Regions from separate parts of the Mus musculus genome. Here regions 1, 2 and 3 are each linked to region 4. A link is a contact called in public HiChIP or PLAC-seq and promoter capture Hi-C data. All regions are on one chromosome and are shown on one strand. Each heading gives the region's core, a stretch centred on a gene start, on an enhancer-like site or on the middle of the called end of the contact. The rest is flanking DNA. Distances are from core to core; before and after follow the strand shown.

Evidence for each region. Promoter capture Hi-C pulls out the DNA fragments that hold promoters and counts their contacts. HiChIP or PLAC-seq counts read pairs in DNA pulled down with a chosen protein or histone mark.
Region 1: a contact with region 4 is called in a promoter capture Hi-C map of hippocampal neurons, with 2.1 times the contacts expected there. The contact joins the enhancer-like site here to the promoter of Trpa1 in region 4. A contact is called at or near these places in 3 of 39 promoter capture datasets (hippocampal neurons, liver and pre-B cells) and 1 of 115 datasets of contacts at active chromatin or transcription factors (large pre-B cells).
Region 2: an H3K27ac HiChIP or PLAC-seq map of large pre-B cells shows a contact between it and region 4, with 5 times the contacts expected there. The contact joins the enhancer-like site here to the promoter of Trpa1 in region 4. A contact is called at or near these places in 5 of 39 promoter capture datasets (the 3T3-L1 cell line, the C10 cell line, embryonic stem cells and 1 more), 1 of 115 datasets of contacts at active chromatin or transcription factors (large pre-B cells) and 1 of 9 other capture datasets (embryonic stem cells).
Region 3: an H3K4me3 HiChIP or PLAC-seq map of pro-B cells shows a contact between it and region 4, with 5 times the contacts expected there. The contact joins the promoter of D030040B21Rik here to the promoter of Trpa1 in region 4. A contact is called at or near these places in 2 of 39 promoter capture datasets (both in the C10 cell line) and 2 of 115 datasets of contacts at active chromatin or transcription factors (large pre-B cells and pro-B cells).

What each region holds. Positions count from the first base shown.
Region 1 is chr1:16,295,774-16,299,072 of GRCm38.p6, forward strand. All of the region lies in intron 12 of Stau2 (staufen double-stranded RNA binding protein 2), which reads right to left. C130013N14Rik (a long non-coding RNA gene) reads right to left here. Exons shown (of 2, transcript XR_003947751.1): 2 at 985-3,299. Among named protein-coding and RNA genes, the nearest start is that of C130013N14Rik, 17 kb to the right of the region's middle. Within about 2 kb of position 1,643, at least 12 of the 459 cell types and tissues checked have an H3K27ac peak or open chromatin away from gene starts, as enhancers often do. A contact at or near this core is called in pre-B cells, where this site is marked.
Region 2 is chr1:13,746,010-13,749,256 of GRCm38.p6, forward strand. No RefSeq gene overlaps it. Among named protein-coding and RNA genes, the nearest start is that of Gm26273, 27 kb to the right of the region's middle. Within about 2 kb of position 1,497, at least 17 of the 459 cell types and tissues checked have an H3K27ac peak or open chromatin away from gene starts, as enhancers often do.
Region 3 is chr1:16,655,681-16,658,922 of GRCm38.p6, forward strand. It overlaps D030040B21Rik (RIKEN cDNA D030040B21 gene), which reads left to right and starts at 1,872. Exons shown (of 4, transcript NR_037998.1): 1 at 1,872-3,242. Eloc (elongin C) reads right to left here and starts at 1,185. Exons shown (of 4, transcript NM_026456.4): 1 at 1,142-1,185.
Region 4 is chr1:14,917,076-14,920,474 of GRCm38.p6, forward strand. It overlaps Trpa1 (transient receptor potential cation channel, subfamily A, member 1), which reads right to left and starts at 1,787. Exons shown (of 26, transcript NM_001348288.1): 1 at 1,650-1,787. The coding sequence starts at 1,760.

The sequences.
Region 1 (3,299 bases), core at 393-2,892, 1.4 Mb after region 4:
CTTTTCTTTCTCTATCTTTAAACAGGCCACAGAGAAATAGAATTAATGGAAAATTCCTTCCATCTACCACCAAAAAATTACGGTGTGTGGGGAGGTCCAGTATCAAGCTTTGTTTTTAGCTTTAGCATTTAAGAGTTTAGTACAAATACAGACTACAAAAAGAATGAAGTGTCTCATTGTGACTGGCTCAGTTGGCGTTGTGAACCAGGCCACACAGGCTACTATTATGTCAGAAAATTACCAGGTAGCCATCAGATTAGCCTGGTCTGCTCTCTCTGTTGAAGGACTTTTCACTTGTTTTGGACCGCCTAAGCAGAGTTCAGAGAGAGTTCTCAGAGGCCAGTGCAGTCTCAGCAGCGCTCACCCTAGCAGCCATTCACTTACTGCTCTAGCAAGGCAAGCTTTGCAAGTTATCTAGGGGCTGGAAGCTGAGGATGGACAAGTCACCTTCTACTGGCAAGACGCTGCCTATGTAAGTACCTTGTTGAAAATGCTTTCTTCGTGATTCAGACGTAAAAACCAGAACAAAAAGTAAATTCCAGCCCCACAAGCACACACAACCCCCTGGAGGCCCAAGGTCATCTCTCCTTCTATTCTTCCACTAATCCCCGTTTACTAAAATTTACTTTTTAGAGACTTAGGTTTTCTTGTGGGACAAGGAGACAGGCACTGGAAAGGTTGACAGGACAGACTGGACTTCCATATATCAAAATTAAAAATGTGTTTATCCTTTGACCTGGCATTCCTACTTAGAGAAATTAGCCCTGGGGAGATAATTCAACAAGTAGGGAGTGATCTACATGCCACAGATGCTCCTGGAAGCTTTAGCTATAGTACTAAAAAGCCAGAAATCAAAGTAATAGGAAAATAAAGGTATACAGATATAGTGGTATGCATGCAGCTGCCCAAATCCGCAAAGCTTTATTTTCTATAAAGCCACAGTGATACCAGCATAGGAACCAAGCAAGCAACAGAGAGGCTGTGAACAGACTCATGCTTATTTACTCACTTGACTTTTTTTTAACAAAATGCAAGGAAATCCTTGCTTGAATAACTGAATACCTGTAGGGGGTACAAATCTCAGTCTTTTCGTCAGCTTCACATAAATTGAAGGCTATGGTAGACAGAGATGCACAAGCTAAAAATCCTCACAACATGGGATGAACAAAGATTTTCAAGAGAGATAAGTAATCATCATCAATAAAAGGATAACATAGATTACATTAAAATTAAAAACATCTGCTTATGAAAATATACCAGCAAGGAAAAGAATAAGGAAGCCACAAGTTATAACTGCCATTTAAAACACATACCCAAGACTATTCTCTAGGCACAACTTTATAAAAAGACAAGGAGTGTCACTTAAACAAAAACTGGAGTAGACTTTATAAAAAATAGATATAGATATAGATGATCAATAAACCCACATGAAATTTCATATGCAACAACAAATTTCATATGTAGCATGTATGGTTACTTAGAAACAACAAATTAAACCCCCACAATATAGCACTTTTAGGTATTCACCAGAGTTCCAAACTAAAAGATTGCTACCAAATGTTGCAAAGGATGTGTAGGTACGAAAACCTGCCTTCCTCCCTTGTGGGTTTGTCAAACAGTGTCATATGTAAATATATGTGTGTTCAGCCGTTTCACTCCTAGAGACTGATCCAAGGGAAATAAGACCATCTTGGAGCAGGGCTTGTGTAAGAATGTTTACAGCATTTGTATTCACAATAGTTGGAAACGAGAAATAGCTCATAGGAAAAGAGATGGGCAAGCAAGTGGAGTTTATAAAGCACAATACTCTTCCATAGCAGAGATAGACAAATGATGCTACACTCACTAGGGATGAACCCCCAAACACTCTGGCAAGTAATCACCTATACAGCACACATCCCATACAAGCTCATATATGTGAGTTTCTGTTACTGCCAAAAACCATACTGGGTGGGAGATGGCACCCCAGTGGCTGCCTTTGAAGGTGGTGCCCGAGGGAGCTGAGGGGCTGCCTAGTGCCGTGCTAGTGCTTTTCATCCTTTACACCCTCACAGCAGGTGCGCAGACCTCTGTCAACTGGCACATCTCATGGGAACCATAAGCAAATATTGAACTGAAGTTAAGGACCCATGTGCTGAATTCCTGTGGTTGGCATAGAGCACACAGATGTCTGCCTGCCAGGCATCAGGGTCAGTTGGAGATTAGTGGAGAATAGCTTAGACAGGGACATGTAATGAGCACATATAACCAAGTCCTGTCTGTGGGCAGGTGTGACATTATCAGAGAAAACCCTTTCCATTTCTCTGTAAATGGTTATTGACATCTGTATGTACTGGAATTTAATATCTGTACCACACATTTTGGGACACAACTAAATAGCATTGAATAAAACTGAGTATTAAGGTGGTGGTGGTGGGGCAGATGTGTCTCTGGGATGGAATAGACATTTCCCAGTCAACAGCATCTCCCTCCTCACTCCCTGTCCTGCCCTAGTCCACATTTGTGATTGTAGACTGTAAGCACGGATAATGTTTTCCCAAACTGATATTTTCACTTCTGTCACTGGTAATTCCGTATAAAACACAGAACATTAGAATTTATTCATCTGCCCTTGGCAAATGTCAAAGGCTATCATAAAATTAGTTAAATCTTGCTAGTTGATTGAGTGCCAAAGTTTTCCATATTTGTCAATCAAAATAAAAGTGCAACAGTTCTATACTCTATCAAAAACAAAAACAAAAACAAAAAACAAAAACCCTAAGACATAGCTCATAGTGAGGTTTTAAGAATTAGCTAGAATAATAATAAAATCTAAGGCATGTGAACTGTAACTAGATACATTAAAATTACTACAGTGTGACACAAGTCTGGTTAACAAACAGCATTAACAGTTTCACTGATAACTAACTTACACACCTGCAGAGGAATGTGACAGTCTATGATGTTGAGCTGAGGTAGAGAAGCAGGGATCACAGATATTTCAAAGCTTTCAGGCCATGTGCAACCAGAACACAGACTCAGAGTTCATCGGAGGTTCAGATTTAAAACCTACCCCATGGGTCTAAGAGCTGGCTCAATGTTGCTCTTGCAAAAGACCCAGGTTTGAGTTCGAGTACGCACATGGCAGTTCACAACCATCTGTAATTTCAGTCCCAGGGTACCCAATGAACTGCTCTGCTCTCCATGGGCATTAGGCATACATGTGGCTATGCAGGCAAAATACCCATATACAAAAAAAATCATAAAATAAATGTAAAAAGATTAATTATACCTTGATACATTTTGTCTAAGTTAAGTCT
Region 2 (3,247 bases), core at 247-2,746, 1.2 Mb before region 4:
CCTGATCTCTTCAAAGTTTTTAACATGAAGAGATGTTGTATTTTTGTCAAAGGCTTTTTCTGCATCTAAGGAGATGATCATGTGATTATTTTCTTTGTGTTTGTTTATATAATAGATTATGTTAATGGAGTTTTGAATATTGAACAAATCTTGCATCCCTGGGATGAAGCCTACTTGATCATGGTAAGTGATGGTTTTGATGTGTTTTTGAATTTGGATTGCAAGAATTTTATTATTTTTGAATCGGTATTCATAAGTGAAATTGGTCTGACATTCTCTTTTTTTGTTGCATCCTTGTGTGGTTTAGGTAACAGAGTAATTGGGGCTTCATAGAATGAATTAGGTAACGTTCCTTCTGTTTCTGTTTTATGGAATAGTTTGAGGAATCTTGGTATTAGGTCTTCTTTGAAGGTCTGGTAGAATTCTGCACTAAAGACATCTGGCCCTGGACTTCTTTTGTTGGGAGGTTTTTAATAACTTCTTCTTTTTTAGTCCCATTTATTTGGTGTTTTATAGGCTTCTTGTACCTTCATGGCCATCTCTTTCTTTAGGTTGGGGAAGTTTTCTTCTATGAATTTGTTGAAGACATTTTCAGGACCTTTGAGCTGAGAGTCTTAGTTCTCTATTCCAATTATTCTTAGGTTTGGTCTTTTCATTGTGTCCTGGATTTCCTGGATGTTTTGAGTTAGGAGTTTTTTATGTTTTGAATTTTGTTTGACTGTTGTGTCAATCTCTTGTACAATATTTTCTACATCTGAGATTCTCTCTTCTATCTCTTATATTCTGCTGGTGATACTTACATCTGTAATTCCTGACCTCTTTCCTAGGTTTTCCATTTGTGGAACCATTTTCAGGTTTGCCTCCATTTGTGTTTTCTTTATTGTTTCTACTTCCACTTTTATGCCTTGGACCACTTTATTCAATTCCTTCACCTGTTTGATTGTGTTTTCCTGTATTTCCTTAAGGGACTTATTTGTTTCCTCTTTAAGGGCATCTACTTGTTTACTTGTGTTTTCTTGTATTTCTTTCAGTGAGTTATTTAATCCTTCTTAAAGGATTCTATTATCTTCATGAGATAGGATTTTAGGTCAGCTTCCTGGTTTTTAGGTGTGTTAGTATTCAGGACTTGATATGGTGGGAGAACTGGATTCTGATAATGCCCACGTATATTGGCTTCTGATGCTTATGGTCTTACACTTTCCGCTCACCATTTGGTCATCCCTGGTATTTGCTGGTCTGGGTGTCTCTGTCTGGAGCCTGCTTCTTTTGTCCCTGAGTTGCTTCAGGTCTCCTGGTAGGCCTGTAGCCCTGGCCATAGCAGACCTTCTGTTCCGCCTTCTGACTGTGGGGTCTTCAGAGGAGCCGTCAAGCTGTTGTCCTGTGCGAAGCTGTTCTCTAGGGGTGGGGCACAGACTGTGGTTTCTGTTTCTCTGTGTGCAGTTGAACTTCAGGGAGGTTTTCAGTCTGTTGTGTCAGTTGCTTTGCATGCTGTGGATCCCCTGGGAAATCTTCAGTCTGTGGGGTTGGTTGCTCAGTTGCCTTGTGTGCAGAGGAACTACTGTGATGCCTTCTAGCTGTAGTGTTTTCTGGGGAGTAGAGTAGCTGGCAGTCTGGAAGTGGAATTCAGGGGGTAGGGTGGGGGTTTGGGGGAGTGATGGGATCCTGAGCCCACTGGGCTCCCAGCCACATGTGTGGCACTTTGGGAGGGTCCTTACTAGTTACTCTGTATGCAGCAGATCTCCTGGGATGCCTCAGGCTGTAGTGTCTTCTGGGGAGCAGACTAGCTGGCAGTCTGCCCTAGCAGAAGATGCAGGCAGGAATAGGAGTGGAATGGGGGGGGGGGTTGGGGGTGATAGAACCTGAGTCCACTGGGCTCCAAGCATTAGCTGTGAGACTTCATGAGGGTCCTTACCCTATGTGCAGCAGATCTCCCGGGATGCCTGTAGGCTGTGGTGTCTTCAGGGGAGCAGCAGGGCCTACTTTTAAGAGTGGATTATTTTCCCCATTGGGACTCCCTTGGAGGAAACTAAATTTTCATTTGCAAGTGGTTATCAATTGGAGCTAGCTTTTGGCTTAGGAATGGGTGTGTGTGTGTGTGTGTGTGTGTGTGTCCCCACCTCTCCTCTCAGCCCTGATGCAGTCTTGTGCAGGCCCTGTGCATGCTGTTTTGTCCATATGTAACTATGTATTCTATTTCCCCTTTCTAGGAGATCCCTCCCTCCCCCATAATCCCTTACTATATACCTAACCTTTGTGGGTCTATGGATTATAACTTGCTTATCAGTGACTTAACAGCTAATATTCAAATATAAGTGAATAATACTGTATTTGTCTGTCTGGATCCAGGTTATGTCATTTGGGGTGATTATATATAGTTCCATTTATTTACCTGCAAATTTCATGATTTCATTTATTTAGTGGCTCAGTGATATCCCATCGTGTGTGTGTGTGTGTGTGTATCATATTTCCTTTATCCATTCATCTACTGATGGACTTCTAGGTTGTTTCCAGTATCTGTCTGTAATGAATAGAAAACCATTAAGCATGGTCGAACAAGTGTCTTTGTAATAGGATTGAGAATCCATTGGGTATATGCCCAAGAGTGGTATAACTGGATATTGGGGTAGATATAGTCCCACCTTTCTGAGGAACGACCACACTGATTTTCACCTTGCCTGTATTTGCAGGAAATATTAAAAAGAACAAGCACATTCCCTCCCGGCCATGCAGTGGCCGGCAATGGCTGACCTGTTTTTATCTGATGGAGACTCTGACTCAGAAATCCAGAATTTCCCCACCCAGCTTGCTAGGTTCCCACTGGTGGGTTATTACCAAACCCATGCTTAAAATCCCCCATAGTCTTTGTAGTGCACCTCAGGCAAACCCATGCTTTCGGCCAGACACTAGTAGCTGCATCTTGTCCTCACACTATCCCTGTCCAAAAGGACCTGACTCTCTCCTGCTTCTTCTCTTCCTCCATCCAACCTGGAAGTCCCACCAACTCACCCAGTGATTGGCTCCTTTACTCATTAGGGTATTGGTTCATAAGAAGTCTCCTAAGTACCTGACTCACTCCTTGTCTGCAACCCCTCCCAGGAGAGTGGAATTAGCATCAAAATACAATCAGCACCAGGCCCATCCACACAGCTGTAAAAGTTTGTACTCCCACCAGTCACAGATGAGTGCCCCCCTTATTCCACACCCTCTGTAGGATGAGCTGTCACTTGTGTTATTGATATTGATCATT
Region 3 (3,242 bases), core at 622-3,121, 1.7 Mb after region 4:
AGAGAAATATCATATGAAGGATGAGAAGCCATTTATAAATTAAATAGGGGGATGAAGATATGGAGTAGTGGCACACAAGAGTGCGGACTCAGTGTAGTTGAGGTCCAAGGTTAATCCAAGCAAGTTGAAAAGATAAGAGCCAGCATGGCGGCTACACCTTTAAAACTAACAACTGGGAGATAGGCCTGGTGGGCCACACATTTAGACCAGACGAGTTACTGAGTACAACTTCCATGTCATCCAAGAGTACTCAAAAAATTGATAAATAGAAATATAGAAACCCCAAATTACTATAAATTAACAAACATCCATGATATAAAACCACAACAGTTTACTCATCACTGAAGATTAAATCCACTTGTGAACTTCGACGGCTTAATAACACATAATATAAACGAGATCAAGTATTTACCATCTTAGACCACTTAACAGAAAATAAAATTCAATTTGGGACTAAGAAGCAGATCTGGTAGTATGGACCAAGTTGTAAAACTATTTCAATTGCTTTCTACACTAGAAAGTGCAGAGTAGGCATGCTTGCACTAAATGACAAAACTTTCATGCTCACAAAACTGAAGAGTTCCTTAAGGGAAACTAAATAAATGGGCACTGTACCTGGCACTAGATAACTCCTTTCAGGCAAAAATGAGAGGTAGATAGATGCACAAATGAGCCAATGTACCCAGCCAGGCAGAAATTACCCAAGTTGTCCAGAAGGTAAACTTTCTTTCAGGGTCCTATAGCTTAAAGCGGCGAGGGCTCTCTCCTGGGTCTAGCGACTGATTTTAACAGTAAAACAAATACAAGCGCACATGAGGTAGGCAAAACGGAAAAGCGATCCGGCTGCCATGCTCTTAACTCCACCCTCCCCGCGCTCAGCCTGGAGGAGGCCCAGCCAGCCCGCACCTCCTGTCCTCTCCCCTTTCCAGACCCACCGAGCTGAGCTAGTTAAGGTCCCGCCAAACTCCTCTCCCCTCCCCCAAGCCAGGAGCTGGGGAGGCCGGAGAGACTCAGAGCTTCCGTTCCTTCCCCGCCCAGACGGGAAGGGGTGAGCAGAGGGATAACTAAAGCATCCAGTCCCAGCCGCACTAACTCTCCTAGCGAAATCAGATCCCGATTCCCACCATAGCCCGACACTCACTAGCCAGTCCCGCAGCTACCGCAGCCGTAACCCCACGTACCGCCACAGCCCCTATTCAGGGCCGCCCCCCTCCCACCCCCAGCGGCCTACCCCTGTGGGTTCCGGGGCACAGAAAGGAATTACTTCCGTCGCGTCACAGCCGCTTTCTGTAACGCGCGGGAGACTGGTACCTGGCAAGGCCGAGACGCGATCTGCCGGTAACTTGCGTCTGGAGGAAGTGCGTTGTGGGCAGTAAAACAGGCCCATTTAAGAGACATCGCTACCAAATCCCAACCAATGAGATGCTAGGACTTCTTGGTTCCCAGAATGCAGCGCCATCCGGATCCAATTTCTGCCGAGAAAAGCTGAGCCGGCGAGGCAGCAGTGCATTCTGGGATATGTAGTTTCTTACAAGGTTTCGGCTAGTGTTTGGTCCGAAGTGACACTGCATCTTGGGACTTGTGGTTTTCTGTGTAGCGCTGAAATTTTTGATGTCTTTAAAGCTTGTCTCAACCTCTTTGTTTAAAGTAATACACATCAACGGGCATCTTAACAAGCTCCCAATGTGTTTGCCTCATTTCCTCTCTTCCCGATATAGGTCAGTGTTTACTGAAATATGCCACGCCCACCCGTCCAGTTCTCGCTGCCTATCACCATTACTTAAATCAGGGCCCATTATTTCTGCTCCTCACCTCCCCAGTTCCACGCCCCCCTCAACCAAACCTTTTCATTGGCTTTTCCGTGGTTACCTAGGCACCTTTCCTAGAAAGCTGAAAAGCAGCTCAGTTAAGTTTCCTCTCTGCTGTTTTCATGGAGTGGGCTTGAAAACCTAGATTCAAGATACTCAGTTAATCAGTCGCAGCTGTGTAATAGTATCCCACAAAAGGAAGTATAGTATGTATGTGCTATTTGGAATTTCTGAAACTTCTCAAAGGGTTTTGTTTTTGAATTTTTGAGACAGGGTATTTCAGTGTTACCCTGGAACTACGAGTCCCAGACTAGCTATGTATTTGGGGACAATTCTATCTCCTTCCTTAGCCATCAGGCACAGTAATTTCCCTATGTAATCCTTGGCTGCCCTCCAACTCCAATTTATAATTCTGTTTCAGCCTCAAAGTGTTGAAACGACAGGTGTTGCCTACCATGGGTTGCTCTGAAAGTGTTTGTCTGTTTGTTTGTGTTTGTGTTTTTGCTTTATTTGATTTGGCAGCTATGTATGCTTTTATGGAATTGAAAGCAAAAATATAGCTGCGGCCTTGAATTAATTTTCAAAGGCTTTGGAGAAATAATGAAAGTGTTTTGGTTGTATCCATAATTCAAAGTAGTTTCATAGTAAAAGAGGCATTTGGTAGCAGAAGATAAAACTAAAGAAAAAAATATGAAAAAACTAAGTGAGACCTGAGTCTCCCTTTAGGCAGTAAGGGTGGGCCCGACTTCCATCGTATATCTTGACTAAAGAACCAAGGATAGGTTCATGCGGCTGGCTCAGGATTCCGTTGGTTTGTTTTAAGATTTATTTGTTTGCTTTTTAAATTTTATTTGTTTTTTTTTCTTTTTCTTTTCTTTTTTTTTTGTTTCTGTTTTTTGTTTTGTTTTGTTTTTGTTTTTGTTTTTTTGAGGCAGGGTTTCTCTGTATAGCCCTGGCTATCCTGGAACTCACTCTGTAGACCAGGCTGGCCTTGAACTCAGAAATCCTTCTGCCTCTGCCTCCCAAGTGCTGGGATTAAAGGCGTGCGCCACCACGCCCGGCATAATTTTATTTGTTTTTAAGATTTATGTATTTATTTATTATTTGTGTTTTTATGTATGAGTGCTCTATCTGCATGCCAGAAGAGAGCACCAGATCCCATTATAGATGGTTGTGAGCCACCATGTGGTTGCTAGGAGTTGAACTCAGTACCTATGGAAGAAAAGCCAGTGAGCATTTAACTGCCGAGACATCTCCCCAGTCCCATGGATTCCTTCTAAAAGGACACAGAAAAGGGAACTAGGTCAGACAACTGCGATAGGTTTTTGGTTGGGTCTTTTTTGTTTGTTTGTTTCTCTGCTACTGGTGAAATGAATCAATTCAAGCCAGAGTGAGATGATATTAAGTGCAGGATTATTGGAAGTTGCTCTCTGG
Region 4 (3,399 bases), core at 537-3,036:
TAGTTTGCTTGAATAAAATTTGTCTAATCAGAATAAGATCCAAAAGGAAAGAGAACCAAGATAAAAGTATAGTTAAATCCCAAAATACTATTAAAAGGTATTAACTTGAGTTAATTTCTTGACTTAATCGATAAAACTAAAGATACTAAAGTTTCTTCCACAAATTTGTATAAAACAACTTACATGAGGGATTTTTTTTTCAAATTGAGATTTGAAAAAAATTTTAAGAAATTTCTTTCTGTCCCACATTAATTATAACGATTTCATCCTAGTATTGAAATTCAGTCATCATGTGGTTCTTCCTACTACAGCAAACGCCATGGTTAATATGCTAAGCTGACGTGGGACAGACACCTGTGTTAAATCTGGTGGGGGGGGGGGTACAGGTTTGTGTGAGGTAGGATGCATTTGACTCACATTCGCAGTGGTATCTACATAGAAAGCAGTTGGATAATGTCTGCCAGACCTAAAGCTATGCTTACCTCTCACCTCTTGCTCTGGACCAAGCTACCAATAGACAGCCAAACTGAGAGCACATTTACAGTCATAGATTAAAAACATCGAAGCTAAATAAAATAGAGAACACAACCAACAAACAAAAATGACCTAAGTGTGTATCAGTACATAGGTAGTTAAATAAATCATGATGTAGTCCACATAATGAAATGCTGTGAAGCGGTTATTTTAAAAAAGAGGTAAATTCCAAGTACTGAATTGAAATGTATTCTAATAATTTACTTCATGTGTGAATCAAAGCAAGAGCTCTGTAAGCTCATATCTTTGCAAGTTAAAGAAAGCTCTATAAAAGTTTGTGCTTGTACAAGCATTTCGTTTTCCTCCCCCCCCCCCGCAAAAAAATAAGGTTAACATGGTTCCGTGGTGCAGAAGAATCGTCAGAGGGGATTGAGAAGCCATAGTTAATAGTACCTTGCCATTTCATAAAAGCCCTTCCTTTCTTACTATCTCAAGGCTAATGATTTTCTAGGCGTCCAATAGCCTGCCTCTACCCTTCAGAGTGGCCGCAGTATCAGCATCAAATAGTGAGTGCAACTTTCTAATAGGTCAGAACATCCAGAGAACTGAGAGCTAGAAGCCCCCATCACAGCGGGACCTCCCTTTCTCACTAGGTATCTCCTTGTGGAGTCCCCAATAGGACTCGCTGCAGGGCTTGCCTCCTTGTCTCCAATTTGAAGTGCTGAGTTCTCTTTTTCACTTTTAGATAAAAATGCTTCTCCATCCCAACACACTTGTTGGATCGCTGAGTACCAGATTCTCAGCTGCAGCAGTTCCACTTCAGCTCAAACGAAAAATCTACTTAAACGTTGAAAAGGGACTTCACGCACTCCAAATTTATCCTGGCTTTATGGATTTCAATTCTGTAAAACTTCAAAAGTACTTCAGGGGAACATCTTCTCTGGCACCAATCCATCCCCTGGCAAGATGGAGTTATGCAAACAAGAAAGCAAAATAGAGGACCACAGCTAGCAGTTACAGGTGCTGTGTACCCTGATACTGTCTCCTGCCATTTCCATGTTCCGTGCTTCATAAACTTGAGTGTGAAAGCAGCAGAATACTGAACGAAAGGAAATTTCCAGCCTCCCACCTTTCACAATGCCCCAGCATGCTCCAGACCACCGATTCCCCAGTACCTTAAAGGATTCCTTGGAGCAGTCCATGTCTTCCCCGACGCCGCGATAGACAACGCCCTGGACCTCCTTCCTTTCCTCCGGGAGCAGAATCCTCCTCAAGCCGCGCTTCATTGACTCCACCTGGACGCCGGCTGGCGCAGCAGCTCTCCACAAGGCGGCACCTAGGGACAGGGCACCGGAAGCTGCAGCCGGACTTGGGACCTACAACTAAGCTCTGCTGGAGAGATCCCTGCAGCTATAGCCCCATTCTGCCTGCAGGGTAGGAGGGAACTTTTGCAAAGAGTTTTCCGAGCCTGGGCTACTTGTAGAGGAAGTAGCAGGCGGGGCTCTGGAGACAAAAAAAAAAAAAAAAAAAAAAAAAAAAAAAAAAAAAAACGAACCTAGTGGGCATCTGCCCCAGACTCTCCCCTTTAGGGAAATCACAGAGCAATTGCAAATTGAGGCAGATTCAGCAAATTTATTAAAATAAAAACAACCCCTCATAGTGGCCAGGGAGGCAGGAGTGGACAAGAGAGAAAGGTCGGGGTAGGGCGAGAGAATATAATCTGCAATTTTTAGTAAAATCTTCCCCCATTTGGACGTCCAGAAGTTCGACTGGGAATATAGCTCAGTCTGTGAAGTGCTTACCCAACCTTCAGGAAGTCCTGCGCACCATCTCCATTACATAAAACCAGGCATAATAGTGTGATCCCGCGAGCAATCCAACAGGCTGTAAGCCTGTACTTGGGACGTGGGGCTAGGAAGATCTGAAATCCAAGGTCATCCTGGACTGCGTGGCAAGTTTGAGTTCAGCCTGGACTACATGAGATTGGCTCAATAAGACAAAATCCCTAGGGCTGTTCCGCCCCTGCCCACCTCCCGGGAGGTTAGGGTGAGGGTGCTCTTGAATTATCAGAAGTATGATTTTCAGCAAATTTTCTCTTCCCAGTTGTCAGGATGAAGTGAATACCTCTTAGAATTGAGACTAGCCTGAGTCGCTTTGTATCTCAGACCGCATTTCCTGTAGATAAAAGCATTCATCTGCCTTAAGCCTTGACGTTTAAGATAGTTAATAAAATGGTTGTTTTTTCATTATGGTTAATAAAATAGCAGGTTAAATAGAAGCTGCAGTTTATCTGCGGAGGGTTTGTTGGTAGCATTGTTTGAGGGCTTTATCTTTCTGAGTCTGCCCTGAATTCACATCTCCACAGCATAGGTGTATACCATGGACAAAGAAGGGTATTCTGCTCCATCCAATAGTCCTGCAGCTAGCCATGAGGCTAGACACAGCACAGGGAGTCTGTGCAACTGCGGCTGCTGTTTGTCCTTGGCGAGATCGCAAATGGGTTGAGTTTGCAAAGAACAGAATTTTGGTTTACCAAACTGAGCCATTTTAAGGTTCTAGAGTATTCGATTCACACGTAACACAGATCACCACCACCAAACCCTAAAACCCACAAAAAACAGGGACACAACACTGGGCTGCATCCAGGAAAGCGTGGAGAATTGAATTACATCGGGCTGAATTTAGGAATGAGTCTAATGTGCTGATTGACACCGAGGAATCATGAAAAGGCCTGCTGTACAAATCTTATTGATACAGTAAGCTGTGACCAATGGAAGCCCTGCAGTGGGGATGATGTTGAGTGTAACACCAGTACCTGAGAGGAGACAGCTGGAAAATTTGAGTGGAGAATGCAGATATTGAAGTTTACCACTCTCAACTTTCTTCACACTAACAGGTAGCATGAGAGAGATGGGCTCCCTGTAA